Linked DNA regions of Anser cygnoides: region 2 is linked to region 1. A link is a contact called in public Hi-C data. All regions are on one chromosome and are shown on one strand. Each heading gives the region's core, a stretch centred on a gene start, on an enhancer-like site or on the middle of the called end of the contact. The rest is flanking DNA. Distances are from core to core; before and after follow the strand shown.

The links. A called contact is a pair of places that touch in the nucleus more often than the background predicts.
Region 2: a Hi-C map of liver shows a contact between it and region 1, with 13 times the contacts expected there. The contact joins two enhancer-like sites. A contact is called at or near these places in 2 of 7 Hi-C or Micro-C datasets (both in liver).

What each region holds. Positions count from the first base shown.
Region 1 is chr10:21,146,811-21,152,548 of Taihu_goose_T2T_genome, reverse strand. All of the region lies in intron 1 of LOC106040055 (a long non-coding RNA gene), which reads right to left. RAB43 (RAB43, member RAS oncogene family) reads left to right here. Exons shown (of 3, transcript XM_048046188.2): 3 at 1-1,136. Among named protein-coding and RNA genes, the nearest start is that of RAB43, 16 kb to the left of the region's middle. Within about 2 kb of position 3,333, at least 2 of the 3 cell types and tissues checked have open chromatin away from gene starts, as enhancers often do. A contact at or near this core is called in liver, where this site is marked.
Region 2 is chr10:21,382,410-21,388,147 of Taihu_goose_T2T_genome, reverse strand. It overlaps IQSEC1 (IQ motif and Sec7 domain ArfGEF 1), which reads left to right. Exons shown (of 17, transcript XM_013187648.3): 5 at 4,799-5,081. Among named protein-coding and RNA genes, the nearest start is that of ACAD9, 63 kb to the right of the region's middle. Within about 2 kb of position 3,612, at least 3 of the 3 cell types and tissues checked have open chromatin away from gene starts, as enhancers often do. A contact at or near this core is called in liver, where this site is marked.

The DNA of each region.
Region 1 (5,738 bases), core at 2,084-4,583:
CAGGTGGGACAGCCTTCTCTCAGGTTTTGTTTTCATTTTTTTAAGTTATCATTTTAATAGATTGCAAAATCACCCTGAGCGATATCACCACTTGCTGTCAAGCAGGGTTGGACCAGTTTAGTTATTTTAAATACAGTCTTGAGGAGAGGGTAGGTGTATTGCATTTGTTATTGTTTGCACAGGGATAGCTCCCTTTTTCAAGTGGGTATCATTGATTTTTTTCCCTCAAGTCTATCAGTTTCATTTGAAATTACAGACCTGTGCCACTGGAAACAGCAACTGGAGAAACCTTGAACTGTATGGTGGCTGTGATCTCTTGCCATGTGCCTAATGGCCATATACAGGGTTAATTCTGGTCGTACATTTGGTATTAGGTTACCCAAGTGTTCACTGATTAAGTGGCATAAGTAGGATTTGGTTGGTTGGATGGATTTTAACCGTCTTTTTAAATACAACATGGGTGTGTATTTGGAAAGAAGACTTCAGAATAGCAGAAAACTGCATGCCCTGCAACTTCTTGGTTGTAAGAGTCTAGCATCTTGAGTGATTACCTCCCACCTTTGTACTCATCTGCATCTCTCCCTGTCACAAGTTACTAATTGCTCTTTATTTCTTGAAAACTCAGCAGGGAATTTCTTTAACTGTTGATCAGAAGTCTACATTGTTAAGTAAAACAGATCTCATAACCCAACTACATATAGTTGCCTTTAAGATTCAGCTCTGTACTGCATGTTGTAGATACAGTCCAAGTACTGGTGGCAGCAGCCCTTCCTGGATTTACACTCTCAAGCACCTTACAAACTTGGATTTGCAAAGGGAGCAGAAGCAGGTTTATTTTTAAATCTGCTGTTAAAGTAAAGGTGTTCAGAGGTGCAAGTGATTTCTGCAATCCTCATTCTTTAAAGGAGCTCATTTACAGAAAGCACTCACTTGAACTGAAGTCACTTGTCCCTTTTGAAAATCTTGATCAAAAAGGACCAGGTGGATTGGTTTGCTACTAGGGCTACACTTGTCTTTAGCCATTCAACATATCCAGTATCATGAAAATCTGGAAGATTTAAGAAAGGGCTAATGGATCCTAATTTCAATACTATTCATTTTCATACAGAAAATATTAAATCATTCTTTGGACTTCCTGTTTGTGTTTTTTGTTTGTTTTGTTTTTAACTATGAAGTAGATTATTGAAGAGTTGCATATGTTTTGTGGCCTGTTTGCTCCTAATCTAAGGGAATAGTTTTCAAGTTTTATAGTTGTAAGAGTGAAAGGGCTTTACATTTTTCGATTAGCATAGTTTTCACATTTCTAATGTTTTATGTGGGAGGGCAGGTTAAGCTGCAGTATTCAGTAGTATTTTTGGATAGTTTTCCAGGACATTCCCAGCTCTCCTACATCCAAAGATTACAGGCAGTAAGTGCTCAGCAGTAGGTAAAAACTGAAAATGAGAATTGTCCAAACTCTAGATTTGCTATCACAAATCCTGTACTCCACTCCCAGGAGAACCTGTGAAGACAGTCCAAGCCAAAATACAGTCCTGGTTACTGTTTTTCTTCTTGCTTAGGTGGACCTTAAGCTACAGAATACTAGCAAGCATTTGACTCTTGACATGTTATAGTTTACATCTGCAGGTCACAGTCCTGCAGTTCTGCACGCATGAACGTGGACCCTCAGATAAGCTCAGCCTCCCAGTATTTGCAGGAGTAGTGCCAAATTATTTAAGCCATGCTGATAAAATTTGATGTGCATTTAAGAACAGTATGGCTACTGCTCAAGTTGAAATCAGTAGTTTACACAGTAACTCATCTTAAAGCTGGAGCAAGATGTAAAAGGAGCATAGATCTTACTTCCAGTGAGATCAGTGAATGATTGTGTTTTTACAGTAGATGGAGAAATGAGGAAGTACTGATCCATTCCCTTAATTTTGGGTTTCATTTAGTACATTAGCAGAATTAGACCAAGCACTAGACTTTTCCTTAGAATTTGCCCCTATTTCTCTCTTAAGCTAGTGTTGAAGGTTGAGATTCTGCCTGCAGGTTCATCTGTTTCAGTCACAACACATGAAATACAGAGTCAGTGATTTGTTCGCTGCGTTTTCAAATGATGGCACCCACCAGTTGAGGTTAGTTTTCATTTTGCTGCAAAAAGACTAAGACTACGGATGGCTTCAGGTCAGCTTTGTTTTCTAACTCTTGACTCTTCCACATTATAACAAGTGTAATACAAGTTGCTGTGTTGTACCTAACTGAACAAAAAAGAACAAAGAAATAGATGGAAGACTTGTTTTTTTTTTCAGGCTAGCAGCAGATGTGAGTGACACAACCTGACAGCTTGAGCTGTCAGTAGTAAGAGGCTATTTCGCTATTTCAATTACAGTTTCTTGTTCTGTTGGTAATAGCACAGTACTCACTAGATTGATAGCTTCTTAACCAGAAATACATTAGACAGTAAACAGAACTTCACTCCCCTTCTGAAGACTTTTGTTAGATCCATCACTTGCACACATAGCTATGTAATTCAAGTAGTAGGAAGCCCCTCGTGTTGGTTCAATTCCATTAGTCCTATTGGAAACAAAAGGCTACCTGGATGAAGAGAGTGAGTAGCAATAAACCTGAGGTTTACAGGTAAAAAAAAATATTTCACCTCTCCGGTTATAAATGTGCACTGATGTACATCAAGTGAATAACTCAGCAGCACATGACCAGAGTTCATAGCGTAAACATTTGCCAAGAATCCTGTTTACTGGCAGTTGAACATTAACAAGACTATGGTGCAGTAATAGCTTTTAAGCAGACCTCCTTGGCTGACCATGTATTTGCATTAATATGTATCATTTGGTTTTGGCAGTACCCAAAGTGTGCAAAATATTACATAAACACAGAAGGGAACATTGATCCCTGCCCTGTAACAATTAAGAGTGGAATGCAGAGGCAAATACTGAAATGAAATCATCAGCAGAATGTGGTTCCCGGAGTGTGGGCAGTTATCCTTTGTATTGATTTGTGATTTAAGCTAATTTTATCTCCGGTTACTCATCCAGTCTGTCATGGATGGAATTTTTACAAATATTTATTATGTAAATATTATATCATATAAATGTCAGCCCAGAAACCTGCTAATATTTGTTTTGCAAAACAAATTAAAAAAAAAAAAACAGAGGAAAAGTCCTAATGACTTTATCACTCTCCCTGTAGTGGAAAGCAGGTCACTTTGTGGTGGGAGTAACTACAAACGTGAATGAAGCCCAGCTAACACTGCATAGATTTCTTAGAGCTTCATGGAAAGTTGGACTCTTTCTCATTTTTTTTTTGACTTCAGAGAAGATTGGATTTATTTGAAAAATAGAGCTGATTGTCATGTGTTGCACATGTTACCGCAGTAAAGGCATTACATTCTGTAGATACTCAAGCAGTAGTACACTTAAATAACATTAAAGCCTTTCCTTGATGCTTCCTTGTCATATATTGTTCCACTGAGATTTACACCTGCATTATTTAGTCTCCTAGCCTGCCAACTTGTGTCCAGTTGATCATTTGAATGTTTTTGGCCATCTCACGCCAATACCGAGGGAACTGGGATGAGATAACGTATTAGTTTCCCTTCATGGAATTGTTTTTCTTAGTGCTATAATGTGAGTCTCTTTAAATTTTGGATGCATTTATATGTTATTTCATTAGTAGAAATCATTTAGCTTTATACATCGTACTTCCAAAACATTTCTATATTAACAGACCACTGAAGTTTACCCTATTGCCTCATTTTGTGTAAACACACTAGAAGAAAATGAAAATGAGAACGATAGGTGCTTTGTGAAACTGAAATAAGGTTGCTCTCCTTTTGATACCTTCCAACCTTGGAGAGCGCTCAGTTTAACCCATCAGTCATTTTCTGTGGAGACTTCACAGAAACAAACCAGGTTCTGGGTAGAACGAGCCATGAGTAAAGAGCTGGGGAAAATCCAAGGAAATGGGAGCAAGTATGTGTACTTTTGTGAAGAGGTAGTTTTCCCGTGACTCGCTTCACCACAGGAGTTTATGATCACCACGTAGCTTGTATTCCCACCCTTGTGGTTCACGTACTAAGGCAATTAGAAAAGAGAGCAACAGATCAATGACGTGGGTAGTTCATAGTGGAATTGAAAGGAGACAAATCCCAGGGTTTAGGCTAATCATCCTAAACACTTTGTATCATTTGAGAAAGGGTAACTGGTTTTTTTGATCAGCTGAAAGGCATTTTAGATTTACAAATTGGCAATAAAATATGCCATATTGTTAACCCCTACAGACTAATAGTTACATTTTACTACAGTTCCATGAATTATGGTGACTTCAAGAGTCACAGAACAGAGTCCTTGGTCTGTTTTGGTCTGTTCTCAGATTTGACATTTCTTTTCCTCCATAGAAGATGACATTCATAGATTTGGGAAATACTCAGTTTTAATTTTGTAGTATCTTTTGGTGCTGACCATCCTACTGGGATTTTGGTCTGAGAAAAGATTCCTGGGTGTGTTAGTTTTTGCTGGCCAGGTCATGTTAGATTTCTTTCAGCTCTACTAAATTAAGTTTTAGAGCTATTCAAAGCAGCAAAAATCTCAGATGTAAGCACTAAAATGCAGTCCCCACTGTGTACTTTAGGGAAAAACAAACAAACAAACTATCCCATAACTAGGTGTTCTGATTTCCAGCACAAGTTTAGCCCTCTGTATCCTTTTTATCATTTCATTTTAGTTTACTCAGAAAAGAGCAAGGTTACAAAATTAAAACAGACCAAGGCAAAGGGGTATTTGCCTTACATGGAATTGTTGCCAGAGCTTAGATGAAAAGAGACGGCACACATCCTATCCAATTTTAGATATCAGTCATATTAAAGAACCACTAAATGATAAAAATGCACTTCAAAAGAATTATTCAAACGAAAAAGGGTTGTGATTTTTTTTTAACTGTCTTTTAAACAAGGATTTCACCATGAATACTGATACAGGCAGTTACCCCTGTCACATTTGTAACTTTAGGTGTGACTGAAGGCAGACTGTCAACAACTGCCCTCAGTCAATGGCCAGTGGAAAGCAAGCAAACAGAGTAAGTTCACAAGAATGAGAAAAGTGAAGGCTTGAGTTAGTCAAAAAGGATTTTATGCTTTGCCTTGTTAAATCTGGTAGGTTTAGTCAATGCTTACTCAGTTCAGAGAACTAATTCCCTTCCCAAAGGTAAAATAATAACCTATACAAGTAGCTACCATTTTTCCTGCTTTTGCTTTTGTTTTTAGATAAATTTGGCAGCTGTCTATACAGTGGACTGATAAACTAGCTAAGCATATGGTAACAGACTCTGTCCTCCAGGGACATCCTCTGAGAATCTTTAGGAGATTGGATTCAATGTCACCGGGATCACAGATTGATAACAAAATTATTGAGGCTCTTTATCTTTAAAAGGTCATTTTCCATGTTTGTTTTGCAAGACATTTTTAGACTTCAGTTGAGTTACTTTCAGTTTGATTATTGAATTGAACTGAACTGCTGACACTGATTTCTACTTTCTTTCTGCCTCAAATTTACCAGAAAACTTGTCACAAATCTCTAAAGGGCCACCAGATATAACCACTATAACCAACAGGGGTTTTGTACACACATAACTACCAGTCTCCTGGCCCTGTGATAGTCACTTAAGATCTTTAACTTGTATATCTAATACTGTACTCTGAAAAACGTCAGTTGTCTAGCTCTGCTGTCATTCGCCTGATTAGG
Region 2 (5,738 bases), core at 2,363-4,862, 240 kb before region 1:
GTGTGAATGGGAATACCCAGCGATCCCTTGCCTCTGATGTTACTGAGCTTCCTCTTTACATGCATGCAGTTTTGAAGATAAAGTAGCGGGCCTCAGTAAGCAGTCAATTTCTGCTTTTCTGGTTATTATCTCTGCTTCTTTCATAGTATAGTCCCTCTGACAGGTAAATGCTTGTGTCTATGGATGCAAACTTGTGGCTTCTCTGATCATTCGGCTGTTATTCTCAGTGGGACTAGGAAATTTATGCTCATAGAAAAGCTTGGGGTTTGGTCTTTACTGAAATTTAGGTCTTCATCATTCTTTCCAGTTTCATTTTAAAGTTCAAATGTTGAAACTCTTCTTAAAAATTTTGTCCTTGTTGTGCTGATATTTGCTTTTACTCAGGTAATACTTGGTAAGGCTTGAAGGAAAAGGAAGGTATGGATATAAAAATGAAAAACAGATCACAAATCATGTAGTATATATTCAAATGTCCTGAAAACTATGTTGTTTTAAAATATGACGGTGTTTTTAGTGTACTGGTCAATTAATTACAGCCTTTGTGATCAGAAGTAACAACTTCTGATCTGAACGTATAAAATGAGACACAGGGACAAAAAGACCTGCCAGGTTCATGCAGCTGAAATGCCCAGAGAGGAGTGGTTTGGTTTGGTCCTGGCTAACCACGTGACTGTGTTGGGCAGTAGACAGAGGGAAGAAGGAAGACAGAGCTTTTTCTTATTAGGTAATTCTTGAGGCAAACTCATCACCTGAATAGTGGGAAGTAACTGTAAAACAACCGCCAGCAAAACAGACCTCAGCTTAGTTAGCAACAGCCTCTACTTTACATTTTGTCATTTGGATCTATTGTTTGCTACTTTAGTCCAAAGATATAGCTACATTCTGTGTTGCTCAGCTTTTACGTCTAGGCACATCACTTTGAAAAGCAGCTTTTTGGCAGCCACTGCCTGCGCATTGGTATTGCTCCGATTCAGAGAGAGCAGCGAGCTGTGAGCATGGTGCTGTTCGAGCTCAGCGCACATCACGGGTGAACGCGGACCTTGCTGCGCTGTGGGGGACTCCGAGCTCACTGCCCTGCTGATGAAGAGAACAGATCTTACGTGCTTGCACATATCTCACCTCAGTTGATGCATTTTAATTTAAAATTGTTTGCAGTGTGTCGCCCAGCTCTTGCAGGAAGTCTAAAGCCACACAGATGTAAAAGAGAAGAGAATGCCTCAATCCATCTATCTTTGGTACTTAATACTGGTTTATATTAGTTAGAAAAAGTAAAGTTAATCTGTTTTTTGCCAGTAGTTGTACATATCCATTGGGATATGTCAAAAATCCTGTACTCGATCTCTTTCCATTTTTCTCTAAGCTTTTCATATTCCCAATTGTTCCTTGATTCGGTGTGTTTTTTAATAGTAATACAAATTGAGGTCTATGCAGGCAGAAACTGCCTGTGACAATTTCTGATTAAAAGAACCTGCTTCAGACAGTACTGGTCACGCTTTCAGAAAAATGATTTAGATGTTCAAGGAAGCAAAGTTTTTCTATGACTGTTTTAAAGTTTTGTTCATGCAAAGTCAAGTTATTAGTACTAATTATTTTTAAATATTTAATTTCTATTTTCACCATTTAGATGCTTCATTCTCTGTTTCTCTGTAAAATACTGGCAAACAACCTTTCTCTTTTTCTAACTTGTCGCATAATGAATCTTTGTTTTCTGCTGAGGCAGGAGGGTGACATTGCAATTGAAGTTTTAAAAATAACAGGTTGATGACAACTGCTCTGCCTTCTCCTGAATTGAATACTTGCTGCATCGCTGTTCTCCCTAGTAGTACGCAGTTGTAAATTGCAGGGGAGATGAACCAAATTTGTCTGTAAGTTTCTCTGAGTACTGAAATTATCAGTAATTCTACTGGACATGTATGGATACTGGCAGATGCCTCAAATCAGAGACCTTTATTAAGAAGTTCTTATTAATTCTACTAGAGACTGGGTCGGTGTTATGTCGTTGTCCGTTTTTGCAGTGCACGTAAGGTACTAAATTTCTCATCCATATGGGGAAGTGTAAGGAAGTAGTGCTGGAGAAGTGTCTAACTATCCCCTAGCCATAGGGGGACTTACTCTTACCAATGTTGCAAGCTAGGAACAGTGTCCCTGATAGTTTTGTCTGTTGGCCTTTCTAGTGCAAGGGTAGACAAAAGAAGCTTCTAACCCTGCAGTGACTGGCTCTGTTTTGAAGCCAAGGTACCTTTTTGAGCATACAGTCTTTCAAACAGACATGGGCAGGGTCATTGTGAATGGCGAACTCCTGCTGCACGATGCTCTGCGTGCACTTCCTCCACAGCAGAGCAATCATCTTTTGTCGGCACCAGAACTTCACGCAAGTAATATTTCTTGAAATATTTTTCCTTTCCAAACATATGTAGTCATAATAAGAAGAAAGCAAGCTGGTTTTCTTTGTCACTGGAGCTGCATTTTTATGAAATCACTCGTGTGAAGCTTCAGCTCTTCTTAAATTAACGGACAAGGAAGACGGCATGGGAAAGAGCCCTCAATACACAGTACCAGTTGTGCATTCTCGTTTGCTTTAAAGGGCTGCCCTACTGCTGTGCAGGAGGCTGCATGTTGTAAAAGATAATTACTTCCCTGCTTCAAAGGTCAGACATGTGATGGCAGGGAATAGGCCTGTGAGCAAAACAAGATCAAGCAGTACAACTCATTTATGGTTCTTATTTCTGCCTGGAAAAAGTATGAAAGAAAACTAAAAACAGAGAAGAAACCCCTAGCTTTAATCAGAACCTTGGGTAGACCCACTTCCATTTTTTTTTCCTGATCAGGGCAGTATTATTTCTCTTGAGAAAAGGCTAAGTGATCCGTTGAGGGTATCATTATTAAGATGTCATTGTGAGATTGTAATCAACGTGGCAGGGTTATTATTAAATAGGTCACATTTTAGGGGAGGGGAAGGCAAAAAAGTCACAGATCCTAAGAAGGGGGACATGGTGATAATTCCTGACTTCCTATTTATTTAGACTGGATTATAAAACAAATTCACCGTGTGCGTATGAAAAGTTCTTACAAATAGGATTTTAATCAGGAACCTGGGATGTACAAAATAGTGTGGCCTCTTAGTTCAGCAGCAGAACAGAGGAATATGTTTTAGTATTTAAAGAGAGAGTGAAGCATTTTTAGAATAGTATAAATTTAAGAAATGGCTACTTTAGAGAGAAAAAGTTGTTTGTTTTTAATGAGTGGCTACACAGTTTCAATGTCACTAGCAAAACTCTGGATAATTTATCATTTTTAAGTTGAAAGCCAGCTGTGTCATTGAGCAAAAGGGATTTTGTTTCCTGTCAGCTTCCTTTTTGGAAAAAGTGATGTGTGTAGACTGAAAATATTTCCAGCTCGGGTAAAGTATGTTTGAAAATACCTTTTGGATAGAGTCATATTTTGATGGGCAAAGAAAGAAAAGCTTCAGTTCTACATGTTTATAGAAATGTTTTGAGAAATCGAAGGGTCTTTTTTCTCCTGCACTTTGAAAAGTACACAGCGTGCAGGCGAGGAGAGTTCTGACAGTGTTAACCTTGATCTCTCCTGGCACTGCAGTCTGGTGCAGAGTGCTCTTTCAGAAGTCGCTCCGTACTTTGAACTGCTGAAGGGACTGCTGTGGTGTGTGTGTGTAGCGAGGATCACAGCATTTCATTTCCGAGACACAACAGAAGGGCTTTATTTTTTATGTTTGTATGTATGTGAATGAAAGCAGTATGTGAAACAGAAGGTACTGTGGGAGCATGTGGAATTGTGTATGCCTTTAGAGTTTTGACGTAGAAACAGGTAGAGGGTGAACAAAAGGTAGGGGAAGTACTGCAAGCACTGCTGTTTGTGCGTGTGTGGAGGAGTGTTGCAAAGTCTTTGAGTGATTAAAAAAAAATCAAAATTATTTTTTTATCAATGCTCTCTGTACACAGGATGAGGCACATAGTAAGAACTTATGCAAAATGTGAAAAAAAGATACTGTGGAAGGGAGCAGGTACACTATTGCAATGTGAGAATGTCCTGCTGCAAATATCAAAGAAAAACAAATTACCATTAAAAAGTCATCAGTGCTTCAAGATAAAGCTTGGCTAGGATTCAGTTTTAAAATGTTTCCTATTGTGTGCAGCCCTTTAATATGAAGGTTTGATTTTTTTTTCTTTATTTTATTCCATAGCAGTAGCAGCATTAATGTGAAAAGAAAGTATTTCATTTGCCAGATAGCTCCTATTGTGTATTCCCTACCTGGAACTATTTTACTTTCATTAGCCAGAAACACTGTCCCTTGGGATACTTTACTATAAAGCATGCCAAAAGTATCCCAAGGGATCAATCTCTCACTAGCAGATAAATAAATGAGATTTCTGTTGTAGTTATTTTTTCCAAACTTTAGGTTTGAGAAACATAGTAGCTCTTCTTCTTCATAGTAGTTCTTCTAAGAAATGGAGTGTTTTCATTTACTTTACACAGCAGTTGCTAAGTGAGTTACTTAGCATGTATAAAGCTAAATAATGCTTGAAATCTCCATTCGCCTGCTTGACTAACCTTCTAAAGGTGACCTTTGCAAAAAAAAAATAGAGACTTGCTTAAATTTCAGTGAAAACTGTGGTATTTTACATCATTATCTACATTACCCTGTAATAACTAGTTCATATGAATTTGAATAACGTGCTGGATGGCAGCATAAAAAGCAAAACTGTGCTATTTGTTTACAGAGGATTTTGGTATACAGTACTCACCTGAGGATTTTCCTGTCTTTTTATTGTCTGTCTAGTGTTGAGGGTGAAGCTCCAAGCAGTGAAACTGGCACGTCTTTGGATAGCCCATCAGCTTACCACCAAGGACCGATAACACACAGCTCAGCTATAAGCCCAGACCATTACGATCATTCTGCTTACGGGCTGTATTCCGTCTCCCCGGGACAACAGAGATCTCGGAGGCCGAAACTTCAGCACTCGACATCCATACTACGAAAACAAGCAGAGGAAGAAGCTATTAAAAGGTCAAGATCACTTTCTGAGAGCTATGAACTCTCTTCAGACCTACAGGATAAGCAGGTATTTGAGCTTTTTTTTTTTTTTTAACCTCATTTATGACAATGGCAACATGTTTGTCAGCTGGGAAAAAGGTTTTTTCAGCATCATTTCAGTTAGAATACTGAAAATACTGTTTTTTCCCTGCAACCAGCTTAGTTCAAAGTGAGCATTTCTGAACTTTTAAAGTCTTTCCATGTCCTACCCTCTGAAAGAACACCAACTATTACGTTAATAGCGTTAAAAGTAAAAACTATCAGGAACTGTGATTCATGCTTGAGACTAGTACTGTTTAGAAGAATGTAATAATGCAAAATGGTTTTCTAAGAAAATCAGTCATTTTGAAATCTGGATATCTTTGTTGCTCCTGAAGGAAGGGAAGAGCCTACTACTGCTGATATTCCCTCACGTCTGTGGGATGAATTCAGGGTCTTAATTAGTTTCTACCCAACCACATACTCCCATATGCCTTACAAAGAACTACATGCAGGCTATGTAAATATTCAAAGCCTTTGTCCCTAACAAGGCGTTTCTGCAATATGTTAATGTCAGTCAGCCTCAGCCATTCCTTTTAAGCTTTATTCTGAATGTAGTCCTATTTGAAAGATGTTTATTGCCGTGTATTTTCCATATTCAACATTTGATTTCCACATCTAACAATTGAAATCAATGCTGTAATAC